Linked DNA regions of Mus musculus: all the other regions are linked to region 3. The links are chromatin contacts, called in public Hi-C and promoter capture Hi-C maps. All regions are on one chromosome and are shown on one strand. The core of a region is the stretch at or near the end of the contact, and the rest is flanking DNA. Distances in the headings are between cores, read along the strand shown. Region 1 overlaps Sorbs2 (sorbin and SH3 domain containing 2). Region 2 overlaps Sorbs2 (sorbin and SH3 domain containing 2). Region 3 holds the start of Ccdc110 (coiled-coil domain containing 110). Region 4 overlaps Sorbs2 (sorbin and SH3 domain containing 2). Region 5 overlaps Sorbs2 (sorbin and SH3 domain containing 2).

The links. Promoter capture Hi-C pulls out the DNA fragments that hold promoters and counts their contacts. Hi-C and Micro-C count contacts between places; a contact is called where the count stands out from the background.
Region 1: a contact with region 3 is called in a Hi-C map of cortical neurons, with 3 times the contacts expected there. The contact joins the enhancer-like site here to the promoter of Ccdc110 in region 3. A contact is called at or near these places in 9 of 39 promoter capture datasets (the 3T3-L1 cell line, 3T3-L1-derived adipocytes, the C10 cell line and 5 more), 1 of 15 datasets of contacts at CTCF or cohesin (stem cell-derived epiblast-like cells), 10 of 484 Hi-C or Micro-C datasets (cerebellar granule neurons, cerebral cortex, cortical neurons and 5 more) and 4 of 115 datasets of contacts at active chromatin or transcription factors (embryonic stem cells, large pre-B cells and stem cell-derived neural progenitor cells).
Region 2: a contact with region 3 is called in a Hi-C map of the C2C12 cell line, with 3 times the contacts expected there. The contact joins the enhancer-like site here to the promoter of Ccdc110 in region 3. A contact is called at or near these places in 13 of 39 promoter capture datasets (the 3T3-L1 cell line, 3T3-L1-derived adipocytes, the C10 cell line and 8 more), 1 of 15 datasets of contacts at CTCF or cohesin (large pre-B cells), 4 of 484 Hi-C or Micro-C datasets (the C2C12 cell line, cortical neurons, embryonic fibroblasts and 1 more), 3 of 115 datasets of contacts at active chromatin or transcription factors (embryonic basal ganglia, embryonic stem cells and stem cell-derived neural progenitor cells) and 1 of 9 other capture datasets (embryonic stem cells).
Region 4: a promoter capture Hi-C map of stem cell-derived epiblast-like cells shows a contact between it and region 3, with 3 times the contacts expected there. The contact joins the enhancer-like site here to the promoter of Ccdc110 in region 3. A contact is called at or near these places in 11 of 39 promoter capture datasets (the 3T3-L1 cell line, 3T3-L1-derived adipocytes, the C10 cell line and 7 more), 7 of 484 Hi-C or Micro-C datasets (the C2C12 cell line, cerebellar granule neurons, embryonic stem cells and 4 more), 7 of 115 datasets of contacts at active chromatin or transcription factors (embryonic basal ganglia, embryonic stem cells, large pre-B cells and 1 more) and 1 of 9 other capture datasets (embryonic stem cells).
Region 5: a Hi-C map of myocytes shows a contact between it and region 3, with 2.1 times the contacts expected there. The contact joins the enhancer-like site here to the promoter of Ccdc110 in region 3. A contact is called at or near these places in 15 of 39 promoter capture datasets (the 3T3-L1 cell line, 3T3-L1-derived adipocytes, the C10 cell line and 9 more), 2 of 484 Hi-C or Micro-C datasets (myocytes and nephron progenitors), 1 of 115 datasets of contacts at active chromatin or transcription factors (embryonic basal ganglia) and 2 of 9 other capture datasets (embryonic stem cells and pancreatic islet).

Annotation. Positions count from the first base shown.
Region 1 is chr8:45,633,910-45,637,431 of GRCm38.p6, forward strand. All of the region lies in intron 1 of Sorbs2 (sorbin and SH3 domain containing 2), which reads left to right. Gm51529 (a long non-coding RNA gene) reads right to left here. Exons shown (of 3, transcript XR_003947382.1): 3 at 1,107-1,970. Among named protein-coding and RNA genes, the nearest start is that of Gm51529, 6.0 kb to the right of the region's middle. Within about 2 kb of position 1,437, at least 14 of the 459 cell types and tissues checked have an H3K27ac peak or open chromatin away from gene starts, as enhancers often do. A contact at or near this core is called in cortical neurons and forebrain, where this site is marked.
Region 2 is chr8:45,596,103-45,599,697 of GRCm38.p6, forward strand. All of the region lies in intron 1 of Sorbs2 (sorbin and SH3 domain containing 2), which reads left to right. Gm16351 (a long non-coding RNA gene) reads right to left here. Exons shown (of 5, transcript XR_003947381.1): 1 at 587-3,595; 2 at 219-314. Among named protein-coding and RNA genes, the nearest start is that of Gm16351, 7.0 kb to the right of the region's middle. Within about 2 kb of position 2,014, at least 40 of the 459 cell types and tissues checked have an H3K27ac peak or open chromatin away from gene starts, as enhancers often do. A contact at or near this core is called in the C2C12 cell line, embryonic fibroblasts and myocytes, where this site is marked.
Region 3 is chr8:45,933,163-45,936,841 of GRCm38.p6, forward strand. It overlaps Ccdc110 (coiled-coil domain containing 110), which reads left to right and starts at 1,457. Exons shown (of 7, transcript NM_001033246.3): 1 at 1,457-1,552; 2 at 1,856-2,002. The coding sequence starts at 1,543.
Region 4 is chr8:45,614,429-45,617,918 of GRCm38.p6, forward strand. The region is part of intron 1 of Sorbs2 (sorbin and SH3 domain containing 2); the gene reads left to right. Among named protein-coding and RNA genes, the nearest start is that of Gm16351, 11 kb to the left of the region's middle. Within about 2 kb of position 1,558, at least 28 of the 459 cell types and tissues checked have an H3K27ac peak or open chromatin away from gene starts, as enhancers often do. A contact at or near this core is called in stem cell-derived epiblast-like cells, where this site is marked.
Region 5 is chr8:45,527,247-45,530,774 of GRCm38.p6, forward strand. The region is part of intron 1 of Sorbs2 (sorbin and SH3 domain containing 2); the gene reads left to right. Among named protein-coding and RNA genes, the nearest start is that of Sorbs2, 21 kb to the left of the region's middle. Within about 2 kb of position 1,800, at least 31 of the 459 cell types and tissues checked have an H3K27ac peak or open chromatin away from gene starts, as enhancers often do. A contact at or near this core is called in the SN4741 cell line and myocytes, where this site is marked.

The sequences.
Region 1 (3,522 bases), core at 187-2,686, 300 kb before region 3:
TGTGGAAAATTCCATAGTTTATGCTGTGAGAGTAAAAAAAAACCTTTTGAAAGGACTTGTCTCTTACTAGCCAGATCTGGATTTTTTTTCCCCTTTGTTATTGTTCTTAAGGATTTACATGATTTTATTTGATGTGTATGGATATTTTCCCTGCACCTAGCACTTACAGGACATTGTGTGGTACCTGTGGAGTCCAGAGAGGCTATCAGATCCCCTTGGAATTTGGGAGTTGCAGAAGGTTGTGGACTACCACATGGACGCAGGAACTTAGGTAGCCACGGTTCTCAGCTAGAGCATCAGTTGCTCTTAGCCACTGATCCAGCTCTCTGACTCCCTTGACTTCTTTGAAAGAGGCCAGGCTGGCTTCCAACCCCTAATCCTCCTGCCTCTGCTTCCTGAGTACTGAGATTGCAAACATTTGCTACCACATCCAGATAGACTGCCAGATCTATATAAACAACATAGTGGTCAAGATGAAAATGTTAGAACCAATCGGTTGTTCCAACAGCGCAGATAGTCTTGTGTTTTGTGTGCTTGTCTGCTAGGTTAGACAATTTTAGGTAAGGGGAGGTCATGTGAGTACCTAAGGTTAAAAACAAAAAAAAAAAAAGATCAATGTTTGGTCAGAACAAAAGTGGCAAGCAAAACTGGACTCCGGCTTTAGAATGGCAGCTGGGACATTGAAGGCATTCAGGAAACAGGTTGGTCCATGTACTGGCTAGTTTCGTGTCAACTTGACAAAGCTCCTTTATTACAGAGAAAGGAGCTTCAGTTGAGGAAATGCCTCCATGAGATCCAACTGTAAGGTATTTTCTCAATTAGTGATCAAGGGGGAAAGGTCCCTTGTGGCTGGGACCATCTCTGGGCTGGTAGTCTTGGTTCTATAAGAGAGCAGGCTGAGCAAGCCAGGTGAGGCAAGCCAGTAAGGAACATCCCTCCATGGCCTCTGCATCAGCTCCTGCTTCCTGACCTGCTTGAGTTCCAGTCCTGACTTCCTTTGGTGATGAACAGCAGTGTGGAAGTATAAGCTGAATAAACCCTTTCCTCCCCAACTTGCTTCTTGGTCATGATGTTTGTGCAGGAATAGAAACCCTGACTGAGACAGTCCATTAAATCTTCAGTCAGCATAGCAAATGAATAGATGGCCCACAGTAATCAGATCTTCTGTCCACATTGTCCTGATGCTGACATGTGATTTTTTTAAAAGGCCATTTTTACTCAGAGATAAAAAAGCAAATAAGGAGACGTTTCTTATTTTTTATTTTATTTTTTGAAATTACAAAACAGACGAGAAGGAAAAAACTGAAAATTTTAGGAAATGCTATTATTATTTTTTAAAGCAAAATATAGTCTTCCTGAAGAAAAGCACTCACTGAGCTCCAACAGTTTCATAACACAGGACTACTGCCAGGACCTGGGGAAAGCTTAAATGTATCTTGGAGTGTCATGAATAATTCAGACAAGGAAATGCGATTTCTGTTCCTTCTAAAGTATCTGGCTCTATTCACACCCATTGAGAAAACAAGATCAACGAGAACGAATTCACATTTGCCTTCTATTTAAAATAGCGTAAGGAAGATCATTTAAACACCACAAATTCTAAGCTTTTTCTCCTTATGCTTCAGAGTATAATTAGAGAGCTTAAGCTAGGAAATAGTGTCAATTTAGGGAGATCTTTTAAAGTTGAAAACCCGTAGAAGCTGGAAGACCTTAGATAAGTAATCAAAATAACAGCTTCCAAATGGATTCAAGAAAACGAAAGCTCAGATACTTAGCATTCGGTAAGCTAGAAAAACATTTCTGTTTCAGGTTTATTTTATTTTATAATTATATGTACGTATGCCTGTGGGTCGGTTTATGTTCCCGTGCCAGTGCCTGCAGAGTTCTGAAGTGTCTGATCAGTCTGTGGATGGTGTTCCAGGTGGTTGTCAGCGGCGGGGCATTGGTGCTGGGTTTCAAACCTGGGTCATCTGCAAAAGCAGAAAATGCCGTTAACCCAGAGGCAGGGCTCCAGGCAAGCTGCAGAAAATATTAGTCCAAAAATGATCCAAACCAATCAACCTAAGGATGCTGTAAAGTAAGCACTTGCCCCATGCTAGCTACTATCCTAAGATCTTTATGTGTGTTAACTCTCACAGAAGGGCTGGAAATCATGAACACACCAAGAATAGGCACTTTTCAGGCCATGTGACTCAGCAGTGCTCAGCAGGACTTTCGTGATCGGTCAGCTGAAGAAAGACTTAACACAGTCATCTACCTAGTTGTTCCTTACACTTTGCCCATTGCATCTTTATGCCATTTAAATAAAGCTATTCTATGTATGTCTAGTCATCCCATGTGAATGTAAATTCCATGAGAAAACAACAGTGCTTTGGCTGTTTACTGCATCATGGCCTTGGCCAGAAGTAAGTGGTGGCTGGAAAGTAGACTGAATGGGTTGTAGACAGATAGGTTCCTGTCTGTCAATATAACCTGTGTGAAAGAATAGAGGTTAAATTGAAGTAGGGAGAACCGATTGCTTTTGACTTTCATCATGAGAAAATTCATATGGCCCATATGTCTTCAGATGCTCTTTTTGTTAAGAGATTTTTGTGCATGGGGTTCGTGCCCTTTTTAGGTAAAACACTAAGCTAATGTCTCAGGAATCCTTTGAAGTCTTCAAGGTATCTTGAACAAAGGAAGCCCTGACACAATAGAAAATAACTTGGCTCATTTAGCACACTATCAACTTCCCCACAATTTAATCTTGAAAACAACCAGCCTTGTGGTAGTGACATCTGAGAATTAAAAAAAAATAAAAAATAAAAACAGCAAAGAGTAGAGTCGTCTGATTTACTAAAGAAACAAGAGTCATCCCTTTTCACTATACCTGTTTAGGGAAAAGGATTTTCTTAGTTCCATGTCTTAGGCACTGAGGGTACATCCTGAAGTCTCTGACTTTACATAGAAACATGTCTTTTCAGATAAGATGTGGTCTGAAATCTGATTATGTTCTTGACTTCCTTTCTACCAGAGCTTTAATTCTATAAAACGAACCTAACTGATTACAGTTTCCTCTCAATTATGCAAAAATTCCCTTCCCCTGTATATAAAGTATTTGGACTGCATTTTAAATTAATTTTTAGATTTATTATCAGGACAGAAGATACCACCTTCTTATTTAATAAAAGCAAATGATAATCTAAGTCATAAATAACCTGGTGTAGTTTGAAAAACCATCATCCTTTTGACCCAGTGACCCACTAGTGCTCCACAGTAACTGTGATCCATTAAAGTCATTTGACTTAAGCTGTAGATTATTATGGAATGTTGTATTACTTCATAATCATTTGAAACCCTAAATTTTTTCTTCCTTTGAAAGAAATAATAATAATAATAATAAAAAACATGCCCTCAGAACTCTTGTTTCCTCCCTTTGGAACTCGGATATTTATTTTCATAGCTGTTGGAAATGCAAAGATTAGGATCATCAACTTGACTCCTAGAGGATGTTCTGTCTGTGGACTACTGGTTCCCACACTC
Region 2 (3,595 bases), core at 764-3,263, 340 kb before region 3:
AAAAAAATCCTACTTCAAATATACCATGGGCTAAAAAGTCTTTCAACAGCTCAAGCCAGAAACCACAGTAGATCAGTAGAGGGCTCTTGTTCTCTGGAATGAACCCAGAGTCAACAGCAGCATGCCAAGGTACAAAGACCTCAACCAATTCTGGAGTAGGAAGAAGATGCTCTGCCAGCCTGATAGGGCCCTACCCTAATGGGGTCCTGAGATGGTACCTCACATTCTTCAGGATCAGCCATTCAAGTGGTCCTCTCAACATCACTTGAAGGCCACTGTCTGTTTCAGTCCATCATGTTGCTGAAAGACGATGCCTGAAAAAGCAGTGTAAGGAAGGAAGAGTTTATTTGGGTTCACAATTTGGGGGTTCAGTCCACCATATCATCAGAAAGTTGAGGCAGCTAGTCACATTGTATTCACATGTTATGAGGGAGAGAACACTGACTACTCTTGCCCAGTTCTTTTTTTTTTCTTTTTCTTTTTTTCTTTCTACTTAGTCTAAGACACATGCCCACAGTGCTGCCCACATTTCTCTCCTCAGTTAGCCTAATCTAGAAACTCTCCTATAGACATGGACAGAGCTTACTTATTTTAAATCCATCAAGTTGACACAAAGATTATCCAAGATCAACAAGCTTTTTCTAGACCAGCTTGCAATGGTCTCATCTCACTATGAAACAACTATGTCACAATCATCTCTATGCCACAACTATGTCACAATCGTGTGTATCTTTGATGAAGCTACAGCAGTAAACATGCTCGAGAAAATATGTTCCTCTGGTTCCTCTAGAGTCTTCTTAAAAAGTCTCAAAGCAACTTCAAAATGATTAGAACATATTTACTGTAGAAATGAAGGTTAAGCTTCAGGTCCCCATCCAATCCACCTAATTGTCAGATGAGATATTTAAAAGCTTTTTTTTTTTTTTTAATCAGGAATGCCTATAACAGACATGAAAAATTTGGGTTTGATTCTGAACAATGAAAATTTTCACTTATGCAAGGGTTATTTTTCTAGTTTTTTTTCCAAGTTCATCTTCATAAATTTATGCAGAATCATGGTGGTTATTTATATGACCAATGTTTTACCAATACAAAGTTTAAGACAGTGTGTTATGATTTCATGAGGTCTAAATCATCGCTTGGCCAGCCACTCCCATTTCTCTTTCTGTTCCACAATATTATAGTTCCATGGCTAAAGGCATTTAGTGGTTCTTGTAGGTTGACCAGTATCCACATGCCACAGCCCCTTCTCCAACAGTGTTTATAAAGGCCTGAAGCACACAAGAACCATTACACACTTGGCGTCAACCCTAGAGCCTTTATAAAAGAGAGGGGGGAGGGAGAGAGAGGAGAGGGGGAAGAAAGTGGGGAAAATGGAGAGAAGAGGGGAGAATGGGAGAGAAAAAGAGAGAAAGAGAGAGAGGGGATAGAGGGAGGGAGGGAGAGAGAGAGAGGAGAGAGGAGAGAGAAAATAAAAAGGAAATCTAAATTCTCTCCATCTCCATTCCAGGACACTCATGTACTCTGACGATTCCTAAGCCTCCAACTTAGAGTGTCACTGCTACTGAATCCCCAACTTTAATTGAAGTTGGCAGATAGCACAACAGCAAACTATGGTTTGGGGATCACGTGGAGATTCTTAGTTTTCTGGAGAATTTAGAACCCACGCCAGACCACCTCCAAGTTTTCAGGAATGTAGTAAGTTATGGGATTCCAAAAGATCCAGTTAGCTCTCATACAGATGGCAGCCTACTTGCTGTTTGAGGAGAACAGCCATCCAGAGGACCAGAGAATGTCACTGAGTAGTAAATTGAATAGACCAGTTCAGTACCAGGTTTGGTCCTTAGGACAAATATATTTTCAGACCAAAAAAAAAGATATTTGAAAATTTTTGCTTATTGTTAATGAAGTCCATTTCTGCCTCATGAACATATCTCCTTAGATGGGTGCCTGGTGCTTCCACAACTTAGTCACCAGCTCAGGCGCTAGTGTACAAATTCTTGCTCTGGAATGACTCATTGCTAAGGTTCAAGTCGTCACATTCCTTATGGAGTCAAGGTTACTATAATTGTCACTGCTATGTCCAGCAGCCTGGGAAGGGCAATGGAGTGAAGGGAATGTCACACATGCCATCATAAGTCACTCCCTCATCCTTCTGTGGGGATCTGGCTGGAACCTAGAGAGGTGAAGGAGGAGTTGATCTGTCTGGCTGATGTAGACACAGGGACCACAGCGGCTTCAAGAATGGAATCTGAGTTGAGATTGTCCACCAGGACGCATGTGAGTGGCTTTAATTTATGGCACCAACATTTTGGCACTCAGCAGCCACCTCCATCCCAGGCAGAGCGCGATACCGGTACATCCATCCAAAAGATACTGCAGGTGTTTCCAGAGGGAAACCAACTTTGATCATTCCTCCCAGACAGCAAAGAAAGCCATTTCTTTGCTAGGTAGAACTAGCAAAACTCAAGTTTTATTTCTTATCCCTTCCCCCACCAAAAATTATTATTGTCTTAAATATAGTGCAGTAGAAAATTAAAATACAAAAAAATTAAAATACTGTCAATATTATATCTATTACCAAACAGAAGATAAGTGTAAATTCATAGAATAAGCTTCGTCTAATTGTTTTGGTCCATATCCCCTTTTATTATTATTTTTTAAAGCATCCCCCACAGTCATTCTTTCCACACACAGGCATCCCTGGGATCAGGGGCCTACCATGAGTTACTTTCCGATATCTTGGTTGTCATCCTACAATAACAGTTTGCCCAGTCTTACTTTCCTAGTTTTTATTACACATGTAGAATATATCATTTTTTTTGGCTCTCAAAATTAAATATCATAAATAAAAGCATTAAACACAGTGTTTTTGGAGACTCTGGCTCATCCACAGCAACTCCCTCCTCTGCTCTCTCTCTCTCCCAAATGTTCCTGAGTTTGAACACTGAATTAGATAAATAGCAGTCTGTCTCATCAGCAACAGACTCATCCTCCCCCCGCCTTGCTTTCTGCCTCATTGACTGTCTATTATCACTCTTTTGCCTTAGGCTTTACCAGGGAGATTGCTCTCAGGAAGATCCCTCAGGCTTTCGTGCCTTGATCTTAGTCATTTTAAAGTTTATCCAGCACCATCCAGGATGGCAGAAGCAGGCAGATCTCTGAGTTAGAGGCCAGCCTGGCCTATAGAACGAATTCCAGGACAGCCAGAGCTATACAGAGAAACCCAAAAGCTAACAAATAAAGTGCTAAAGTCAGGTTTATAGACACATAATTAGGTGATGGAGTTGTGGTGCAGTTGGTAGAGTACCTGCCTAGCATTCAAGAAGCCCAGGGGGTTGGATTTCTAGTACAATATAAACCAGGTATGGTGCCAGAGGATAGGAATTTAAGGTCACCTTTGGCCAGGTAAACAGTTAGAATGTAGAATGGACTAAATGAGACGCTACCACAATAATAAAACAAGCAGTACAAAATTATAAACATGTAATTTATAGACATTCATTCTTTTGAGATGTAGATATAAAATTTGAAATTTGATTAAATCATGAAACTTCTAGCATGGAAAGATTAGAACATTTTATTGCTCTATAAA
Region 3 (3,679 bases), core at 207-2,706:
ATCAAACTGATCAGATTAAAATGCATTAAATAAACAGATCATGGCAACTGGATGTAATGCCAGCCTTTAGGCTGGGACCTATGGCTACCCAGGGCATTACTGCAAGAATGTCAGTGATGCCTGGAAGCTATAGGGTGACTATGCATCAGCACTAATCTTGAATATTAACAGTGTATTGTGCTTCTTTTCAGTATTCTTATAAAATACACACCCAAATGTTCAGGAGAGATGGGATGAAGTCAGCAATTTGCTCTTAATAGTCCAGGAGGACAGGCAGATAGTTGGCGAATGGCTTACCACACAAGCATGAGAACCTGAGTTTGATGTCCACGGTAAAAGGCCAGGGGCAACATGGTGCACATGTCTGTCGCCCTTTGTCCACATTGAGGATCCCTTTGGGCTCACTGACCAAACAATAGAGACTGTCTGTGAGCTCCAGGCGCAGCAAAATACTCTGCTCCAAAAACTTTAGGTGGATCTCAATAAATAAATACAGCATAAGTCTCTGACTTCCACACTCATGTACACACACACACACACACAAACACATACATACATACCTGCATGCACACACACACACACACATACAACACACACACACACACAAAACAAATTAATAAATCTTTAAAACTTAAACCTTTTCTACTAAAGGTCATTTTTCTGATAGATTAACTGAGAAGTTATCCTAAAATAAAAGTAGATTTCTGCTGAGACCAGTGCACAGATTAAAATTGAGGTTAACATTGCAAACACTTATCATTTTGTTTTACAGTCTATGCCAACTGTTGTGACTTAGTCATCTCATGAAAATCTCCAGGTGATTTCTATGTAATAGCCAATACTCACCGTCACCATCCACAAATTAGAGTTGTCACATAATATTTCATTGTTACATTAATACCCAGCATTTGATGAACTATATTATTTTCTTTAGAATAGTGGTTTAACAGATGTATTAGGCTGAAAAATTTAAATGTATTAAAGCTGTCCAATGCGACCAAAAAAAAAAAAAAAAAGACTGTCGAGTCTTGTAAAAACCATTGCTCCAGAAAATAAGAAATTATAGCTCATGAACATTAAACCATCATGCCTCTTCCCTGAAAGTAAGCCAGGTGTAATTTATTAAGTAATAAATTATTACATCATAGTGGCTGTCAATTCCTACTCACAGTGATTTAAAATTCAGTTCTCAATGACTGTATATTCTATCTGAGATAACTGATTTTGCAAAAATAAGTCATATGTATTTATTGAAAACTTTTACTTAAAAGCTCGTGTTTTCTAACCAGTCACTCAAGCTCTGCTTCCCGGGGAAGCACCCGCCTTTTTCAAGTGTTTTATCAAGTGTACAGGAAAATCAGTGCACTTCATATAAATGAAAACCAATCACATCGTCTGCATCAGCTCCGGAAAAGGGTGGGGGTGGGCAGGGCTCCCCCCCCCCCCGACCTCCGTTACTAGGCAACGGGATGCTGCGGCTAGAAGCGGCAGAGCTGAATGCTTGGGGCAAGGCAGTTGGTGGAGAGATCTTAAGCGACAGAAATGAGCCCCGGTAAGAACGATCCGGGAGGCTGTCCTCTAGAGGGAGGCTCTGGGAAATGGAGGATAGTGGAACCACACCCATGTCCCTTCATCCCAAAGCCTCCGGAGTTTTCCGGATGGGTCTGGTGTGCGTTATCTTCCCGACCTCAAATCCCCTGCTCAGTGAGAAAGCACTCGCCTGCCCCCTGGCGGGATGCCGCCTTCACCCCTATTTGCAGAGTTGACATCTCTACCTGATCATAGCGCGCCCTCTGGTGGCCACAGAGGGCGTGGGCGACCCGAATGTCCGTGCCTCGCTTCTTCACCTTCCCAGGCTACCTTCCAGCTCCAAAAGCTGTGCTCGGGTCTGTTCCAGAGAAGCACCTCGCGGAAGAAGATGAAGTTGACTCCATTCTCCTTTCAGCATCCAAGATCCTGAATTCCTCTGAGGGGGTAAAGGAAAGCGGGGGCAATGAACCAGGTAAAATCTACGTTTTTGCAGTAAATATTGGTGGGAAATGAGCTATAGCATGGGGAGGATATTTGAAAGAATTCAAACAGCCACGAGTTCCGATAAACAAAGACTCAGATGTGTAGAGTAACTTGAGGACCACAGAACACTGCCATTGGGATCTCACTTCCTGAAGAGAAGCCCAAAGGGACAGCACCCCTCTCACATGGGTGCACAGTGGGACATCAAGAGAAGGAGCCAGGACTTATGAGCAAAGGTGGCTTTTAGATTGATGGGTGGGACCCCAATCGTGAGTTCCCCAGGTGAGGCAGAGAGAATTGATGGAGTAGACATGGGACTGGGTTCCTTTTCACACGTTAGCCAATGCAAGGCCACACCTCCCCTGATAAAAGTCAACTTGATTGAAGATGGAGAACATGGAGGATGAGTAGACCATCGCTTTCTGTATTCCTCTGTTACCAGGCATGAAGACCTGTAATCTTCCCTGAGGAACCAGCAAAGTGGGGCAGGGTAACGAGACTAAATACCATCACAGATGGTTAAAGACATTTAAATAGCCTAGTATTTACCCCTGCGCTCAACAAAGGTCAGAAAAGCTGGAGTCGCCTCAATACGGCAAGCGCATGTGTGTTGCACTTAGAGGCTGAGGAGATGGTTTCAGGAGTGAAGTTCTTACTGGGCAAACATCAGCTCGAATCCCCTGTAAAGGTCAGACTCAGGGGAGACAGAATCCGGGAAGCCATGGACCATTTAGCCTCATGAACACAGCAGCAAATAAGAAGAGTTCACCTCAAACACAGTAGATGACTGATACTCCTGTGATACTCCACAGCATGACTTATACAAATAAGAGCAGCTAGTTAACTAACTAACATAACTAACCTTAACTTGTCAGGATGCGTATGAGGGGTACCTTCTGGTTGGTTCTGGCCCTCCTTTTCTGCTTCTGAGCCTCCATCCATTTGCTCAACTGCAAGCATTTTGAAGAACCTGCTGTATCAGGCCCTGATCTAGGAGTTGGGCATCTGTAATTATCAATGACAGTTGTCACTTTGACAGAAGCTAGAATCCCTCGGGTAATGAACCTCTGAGCCTGCCTGTAGGGGATCATATGGCTTTCAATGGCTGAGGTGGGAAGAGCTGCCCACTGTGGGTGGCACCATTCCTTGGCTGTGGTCTACACAGCTTAAATGGAGAAAGGAAGCTGAGCACCCACATGAACTCATTCTTTGCTCTCTGTTTATTTACTGTGTATGCAACTCAGCTATCTGTCCCATTGTAATTCACCCTGAAAGAATAGCCTGTACTCTTGAGCTATAATGCTGAGTTAAATCCCTTCCCACATAGGTTTCTTTTGTCAGAGTATTTTATAGTAGAACAGAAAACAAACTAAGACAGGATCCAAGACTATATATACAAGCTTTCATTTAGCTTATCTGTCAGCAGGAGAGCAGACATTGTTTACAAGGTAGCAGCCATTCCTATGGGGAAAGAGAAGGCAGAAGTATCTGGAGTGTTACAGGTAGGCGAGGTCTCTTCTGTTTTAAAGGGAGGAGGTGACCGGAGAGGGCTCCAGTTAGCAGGTCCCATCTGAGCAAAGACCAGAGGAGGTAAAGAAGAAATTGCAAAAAAAGTTCTACAAAAGAACATTTCAGGCATCAAGACCAGCAACAGCCCGAGGTCTGA
Region 4 (3,490 bases), core at 308-2,807, 320 kb before region 3:
TTCAATTTTAATGTTATTTCACCTGATTTCTGTACCCAGCCCTTTGCAGAACTCAAAACACGTTAGCTAAATAAATGAGCTGATTTTGTCAGATCTTTGTAATTCCCCTGTCCCTGAGAGTCTGGGGAGATAATATATTGAATGGTTCTGCCCGGCAAAAGAAGCGTGATTTCGAACATTTTGAACTATTCCATTCGGTAGGTCTTATACTTGCTAGCTCAGAAGAACAATTTGTTTTATTTAGGGAAAAAAATGATGGCTTGTATATAACTGATTTGCAGAGCAGAGAGAAACATATTTTAAATAATACGCAAGAAACCCTGTGAGGTCCTGGCATGCTGTGCTGGCTGGCCTTCTGGGCTTGTGTTTATCACAGACCAGCAGAACCTGAATAACAAGTATTCATGGTCAATGAGTGTCCGTGCTTCAGTAGGTGAGTGCACTTTGTGGGCCACTTAAAGTAAAACAGCATTTCCAAGAAGTCCCAACTGTGGGCGGGGGTGGGGGTGGGGGACGGATCATCAGAGAAAACTCAACAGCTCCAATCCACAAAGCACACAGCAGTAACCATCAATAGTTGAATTGAGAAAGCCTTCCGTCTGAGTGCACAGTTCCTGAACCATCTCACAGTTCCCGAAGCATTAACACACCGCAAAGATTGGCTTCCCCACTTAGATTTGTGTGTGTGTGTGTGTCCACTTAGATTTTACTTGAATGAAGATGTTCGGCTTCTGTAGCACGTGGATCTTCAAAGGCTGGAGGGCCAGCTTGTTTAGTTAACTGCAGAAAGACTCCCTGCCACGACCTGGGATACTTCACTCCGCAGGAGTGCGAGGTGAAGACGTCTCCACCAGCTGAGAGAGGAGCTGTTGAGCAGGGGAGGTGGCTCACAGCAAATGAGAGGAAATAAAAACCATTCTTTTCATAGTGCAGTTAGGCGCCCTGTAAAGAAAGGTTAGAAACAGAAATTGTTTCTTTCACTTCAGTAGCAACCTATAGTTGGGTTTCCAAGTGATAATTGTTGCTAGTAAGAAAACCAGCCTTTAAATTGGAATAATGTTTTCTTTCCTCCTTTTGCTGGGGTCAGAAAGGGGAGGGGCGCATTTCCTCACCCAGCAGAGTGTCACAGCTGTCATTTGATGACAAGGACAAGTTAACAGGATACACATTTTTTAAAAATTCACTTAATCAAAGTTTATGTGTCCCCGGGGGCCTTCAGAAACAAAGACCCAAAGACCTAGGGAAAGCTCTTTATGCTAAGGCAGCAATAAGGAATGGACAGTTATGCTGAAATGCGATTGGATGAACGCTGAATTGTGATTGGATGAAACGGGATGATGTAATGTGGTAGGTGGGGGAAGGGCTGTCTGATAGGAGTTCCTTGGTTTCTGTGCAGCATTCTTTACCAATGGGCAGCGCTTCCACAGAATAAGGATCTTCTAGGGACGAGTGAGAAGAGAGAAACAATCTTCTTAATTTTATAGACCGCTTTGAGGAGCTGTCAAAAATCTAATCAGCACACCCAGTTGTGTGTCTTCTACCAGCGATCATACATCCAGACTTTTACTTACTGAAAGTAGAGCTAGGGCATTGGGTGAGTCCATGGATTTGTTGCTGCTGCAGTTCACACAATATGAATATCTTTTGTGCCATGAGTATCTTTTAAAAAATAGGTTAGAACTATGAAATAGGATCTTGATACTCTTCTTGGTCTTCTTAGAACGTTCTAAATTCTGAAGCACACCGTGAGATCCTAAGAAAGGGAGTAGTTACCAATGTCCACAATTTCTTTGTGTGTAGACCCATTTTTAACAGCTGTATAATCTCTCTCTCTCTCTCTCTCTCTGTGTGTGTGTGGGGGGGGGGTGTGTGTGCACACGCGTGTGCGCGCGCGTGCATGCACATATATAAGCCAGAAATCAACATGGGTCTTTCCCAATCACTCTACACCTTATTTTTAAAGATTTACTTAGTTTTATTTTACACATCTGAGTGATTATCCTGCACATGTGCGTGTGTATGTGCCTGTGGAGGAACTGGAATTACTGACAGTGTGAGCCATCAGGTAGATTCTGGGAACTACCTTACTTTTTTGAGAGAGTGTGTCTCAATAAACCTGTAGCTTGCTAACTTTGCTAGATTGGCTAACTAGCCAGCACACAGGATATGCCTGTCTCCAGCTCCCAGGTGCTGAAATTACAGGCGATTTTTTTCCCCTTTAATGTGGATACTATGGTCTTAACTCAGTTCATCCCTCATGCTTGTGAATCCACACTTTACTGATGTAGCTTCCTCCCTGGTCCTTGGTGACTTTTAAGCACTGAGCCTTTCCCCATGCTGTGTAACACAGAAGTCTGTTCTTTTTTTAAAGTGTTCTTTTTATATGTTATCAGATTCCAGCCAACTTTGCCGTTCTCAAATAAATTATCACACCTCCATGATGCTAAGACATAATACATGGTTGGCAATTTAACCTCCCAGGAAACAAGACATGTCTCATTCAGGTCACAGTCACAGCATCTTTATTGTGTCCATCCAAGAAAACCCAGCAAAGGCAAGAAGATTCTGAACAGAAAAGCAGCTCACTGGCTTAGGAGTGCTTCGGTGCTCACTGTTTCTCAGATTGGGGGTCTCGAAGGCTTCCAGAACACTAGCAAAAAATACTGCATCTGAGGGTTGGTGAAGTGGTGCGGTGCAGGCCTCCATTATCTCTATTGCCTCTATTATCCCTTCTCCTCCTTCTTTCTTCTTCTTCTTCTTCTTCTTCTTCTTCTTCTTCTTCTTCTTCTTCTTCTTCTTCTTCTTCTTCTTCTTCTTCTCCTCCTCCTCCTCCTCCTTCTCCTCCTCCTCCTCCTCCTCATCTTCTTCTCTTCCTCCTCCTCCTTCTCCTTCTTCCTCTTCTCCCCTTTCTTATTTTTCTTCCTTCTTCTTTCTTTTTCTTTCTCCTTTCTTCTCCTCCTTCTTCTCCTTCTTCCTCCCCCTCTGCTTCCTCCTTCTCATCTTCCTCCTCCTCTTCTTCTTCGAGATTTATTTTATCTTATTAAATTATTTTTAGGTATACATATATAGGCATGGGAAGCAGGGGTGATATGTGCACATAAGTGCAAGTGACCAAAAGAAGTCAAAAAAGGATGCTAGATTCCCTGAAACTAGAACTACAGGCAATTGTGAGCTGCTCATTAGAGGCAGTTGTGAGCTGCTCAGTGTGGCTTCCTGGAAATGAACCCTGGTTCTCTGGAAGAGCACTCCACATTCTTAACTGATGAGCTACCTCTTTCCCACCAGCCCCAGTATTTTACGTCTATTGATTCTGAAATGTCAAACTTTGAAAAGCACTAGACAGTGAATGCTGCCATTCAGAACAGTCCAAGTCTGTATGAGAAGAATTTTAGGAATATCTTCACCTAATAATTTCAAGTCTTTCTTGTACACAGAGGGAGAGATGGGAAAGGGCAATCTAATGGATTTGAGAAAGAGCTTACAGTAAACA
Region 5 (3,528 bases), core at 550-3,049, 410 kb before region 3:
AATTTTGCTCATGTACTATACAACATCTCAAAAACTGCTTACCTCACTAGATTCTTAACTGGTTTGTTTCTCAATGATGATGGCGAAGGTGGGGGGGGGGGGTGACCTCATAAATTCCCCAAGTTAAAGTTTATATGTCTAAGGAGTCAGCTTGGGTATTCACAATGGCTACACAGCAATGAAGTGGTATCCTTCGCTGTTGGGGCTTGTCCTGCTGATCTGACCTGACATCATCCACACAGTTAGAATAGTGCTAATACACAATGGGAATGATTTATGTGCTTGATATTATTTTGAGCATGTTGGAACCCATATGTCAATAAGCATAGTGGGGCAGAGCAAACTGGTACAAAATTCAAGAAATCTCTGTTTTAAGGTGTTAGCTTTCATACATTAGTCTGTAGTTCTGAATTATTAGATAAGCAGTATTTAAACAGGAAATAATAAGTTGGAAATTCTGCATTTGCTGCAGAAACACTTGACCTTAGTAGAACAGAAGCATGTGGAAATAATAGCTGCTATGGATTAAATCCTTGTGGCTTTATAACACACACGCCTCTCCATTATTTAATTTGGCTTAGGTTTTATTCAACCACCCACTGGGCAACTGATACATTCCTCACTGGTTTCAGTTATCAGTCTATTTTGACATCTATAATTATTGGCTTTGACCCAGAGAGACAGAAACTATTTGATACATAATAGGCACTGCCAAATACAAATAACTCAAAAGTTGCTTGATTCTATTACAAACTGTCTGGAAAAGTCAAGATCAACGGCCTTGTGGATAGAGGAGTCTAGGATACACATGGAGGACTATATCAACAGTCTTTAGGGAAAAGGGACCACAGTTTGAGTGTTTGGCCTGAGATGAATGTTCACAACTTTTTTGATTTCTCTCTCAAATATTTTTTTCTATGTGAAATCACACATGAAGTTCAGAAAAATAGTAAATTTTCTAAGTTAAGGGAAATTGGATCTTCTCTATTCTTAAAGAGTAATTTTGGTTGCCTCTACCAATAGGAGTCCCTGAGTGGCTAGAAAAGTGTCTGTGTGTGTTTCTGTCCATAAGGGCTTACAAGGGTTTACACTGAGGTCTACTCCTCAAGATGGCTTTTCATATATGTTCTCAGGCAGACAGTTCTGAGTGCTACAGTAGCTATATATAGTAGCTATATGTAGTAGCTAAAGAGGTCAGGAGAAAAAAGATACAAAATCTAAAAGAGAAGTCAGCTCTGTCACTTGAATAGAGGGGGTGACCGCAGTTAACCTACCTGGAAAGGGTTGATGATGCATCTTTCCAAGAGATTGGTTTTGGGTTTTTTGGTCTTGTTTTGTTTTGTTTTTCTATAGAGGAAACTACTTTGAAGAAAAGACTTTTGATTTAGAATAAAACTAGAATCTCTGGGAAGTATGTAATCCACCAATCCAGAGATAGTGAGAGCCAAAAGCCAGTATAAAGTCAATGCGTGCATGAGGCTAAGCTTTATTATCTTTTCAGTAAGGATTCTAATTTTATATGACCTGTTTTCACCAAAGTACCACTGCAATGGTTAAATTGTGTCCATTACCTTCAGAGATATATTTTGAAATTCTAACTTTCAGTATCTCAGGATGTGATCTGTTTTTGGAAATAGGCTGGTAAGATGAGGTCATAGTGAAATAGGGTAGACTCTTAGGCCAGGGCAAGTGATGTCCTTATAAACAAAGAGAATTTTGACATAGACATACATGGGAAGAACACCGTGTAAAGACAAAGACAGAGAATAAGGTAATGTGCTTCAAGCCAAAGAATGCCAAGCATGTGTGACAAACCGGGAGAGGCAGAGAACAAATCTGTCCCCATAACCACAGAAGGAAACCACCCTTCCATAGCCTTGTCCCTAACCTTCTGGCTTCCAGAGCTATGAGATCATTTCCATTGTATAAGTCACTCAGTTTGTGTTCTTTATTAAGCAAACACACATATGTGCATACAAACTGTTAGACTCCCTAAGATCATTTAAACACTGCCCTACTTCAATAGGCTATGGTAAACACCACACTTGATAATTCTACAATAATACTATGCAAATCCTGTAATATTCAAGCAGACATAAGATCACTAGGTAGATGGTGTTTTCATCAACACATGAAAATACAATTACTCCTCAGTTTGCTCTGCCTTTGAAGTCATGGCTGGTGTAAGCCATTCTGATCTTCTCCCAGGAAACTGGTCATTAGCCTACCCAGTGATATTGAATCAGCTTAGTTTCTCTGAAAGCCCCAAGTGCCCATGATTGCTTTGACTGCCTGAGAACCAAACATGTTATTCATGTTGTAGAGATACAAAACTACCTTTTAGCAGATGGAGACATTTTAGATATATTTTGAACCAGAAGATTTCAATGAATTCTATTTGTTTTTTTTTTCTCCACAATTGCTAAACAATGAACATAGTAGGTTAATTGACAAAGTGGCATGGATAGTTGTATTTCTAGTGGGTGACAGAAATCTAGAGAATATTTTTATTAGCTTTTAGGATAAGGTATGGTCTGTCAGAACAAACCATGGTAGGACAGGATAAGCAGATATGGAGTTGGCCTCATCTAGTTTGGAACTGGGCCTTACTTGAGCTGTTGACAGAGGTTGGCCTCAGAGGCTTGCAGTGACATCACATTCAGGTGACTCTGTTCTCTTCACATTTTGCAATAAAAACTTGACACTGTCTGGGGAAGGAAGGCCACACAGTTGGCTTGGTTCAGCAGGATGTGTTCATTTGAGATAGATCTATTTTTACCTGACTTAATATTTGAATGTATCTGAATTTTTTACTTGTGTTTTTTTAAATGGAGACAGTAGTCCACTGGCCAAGGCATACAATATCATCTTCCATACCCAGAATAATGAAGATAGTAGAATGAGCCACTCCTAATTATTGGCAACTGTCAGGATGACACTGAAAGCAATGTGTGTGTCATTCTAAGATGACACCTCTTTCTGTATCTGCAGATGTCTCTGAGATTTCTCCAAGTCCTCATTAGTTAACCCTCGTTTTCCTCTTTATCTGTTGCTGTTCCTTAAACTCCTTCTCATTCCCTTTCTCCTCTATGTTTGGTTTCTGGCTGCTTTTAAGCAATTCCTTTCTTTAAAACCTTGAGATGCCTTTCTCCCAATTATTGGTTTACTAAGTATTAGGAGTTGGTTTGCTAACACTTCAAGGATATTCCAAACTGAGGTACACTCAGGAATTGGTGGACATGGTCATCTCACTGTTGTACTTTCTCTTAATTGTTATAAACATAGACTCTTGATCATTCAAAGATTGTCTGCTGTCCCTGACCTGAATTTACCCCGGTACCACTTGAGTCTCAGACTTTGGAAAAAAAAAATATATATATATTTTAAGACAGGGTTTCTCTGTGTAGCCCTGGCTGTCCTGGAACTCACTCTGTAGAGAGAGGCTGGCCTCAAACTCAGAAATCTGCCTGCCTCTGCCTCCCAAGTACTGGGATGAAAGGCAGAGAGAGACCTTAAATATTTAGTCAA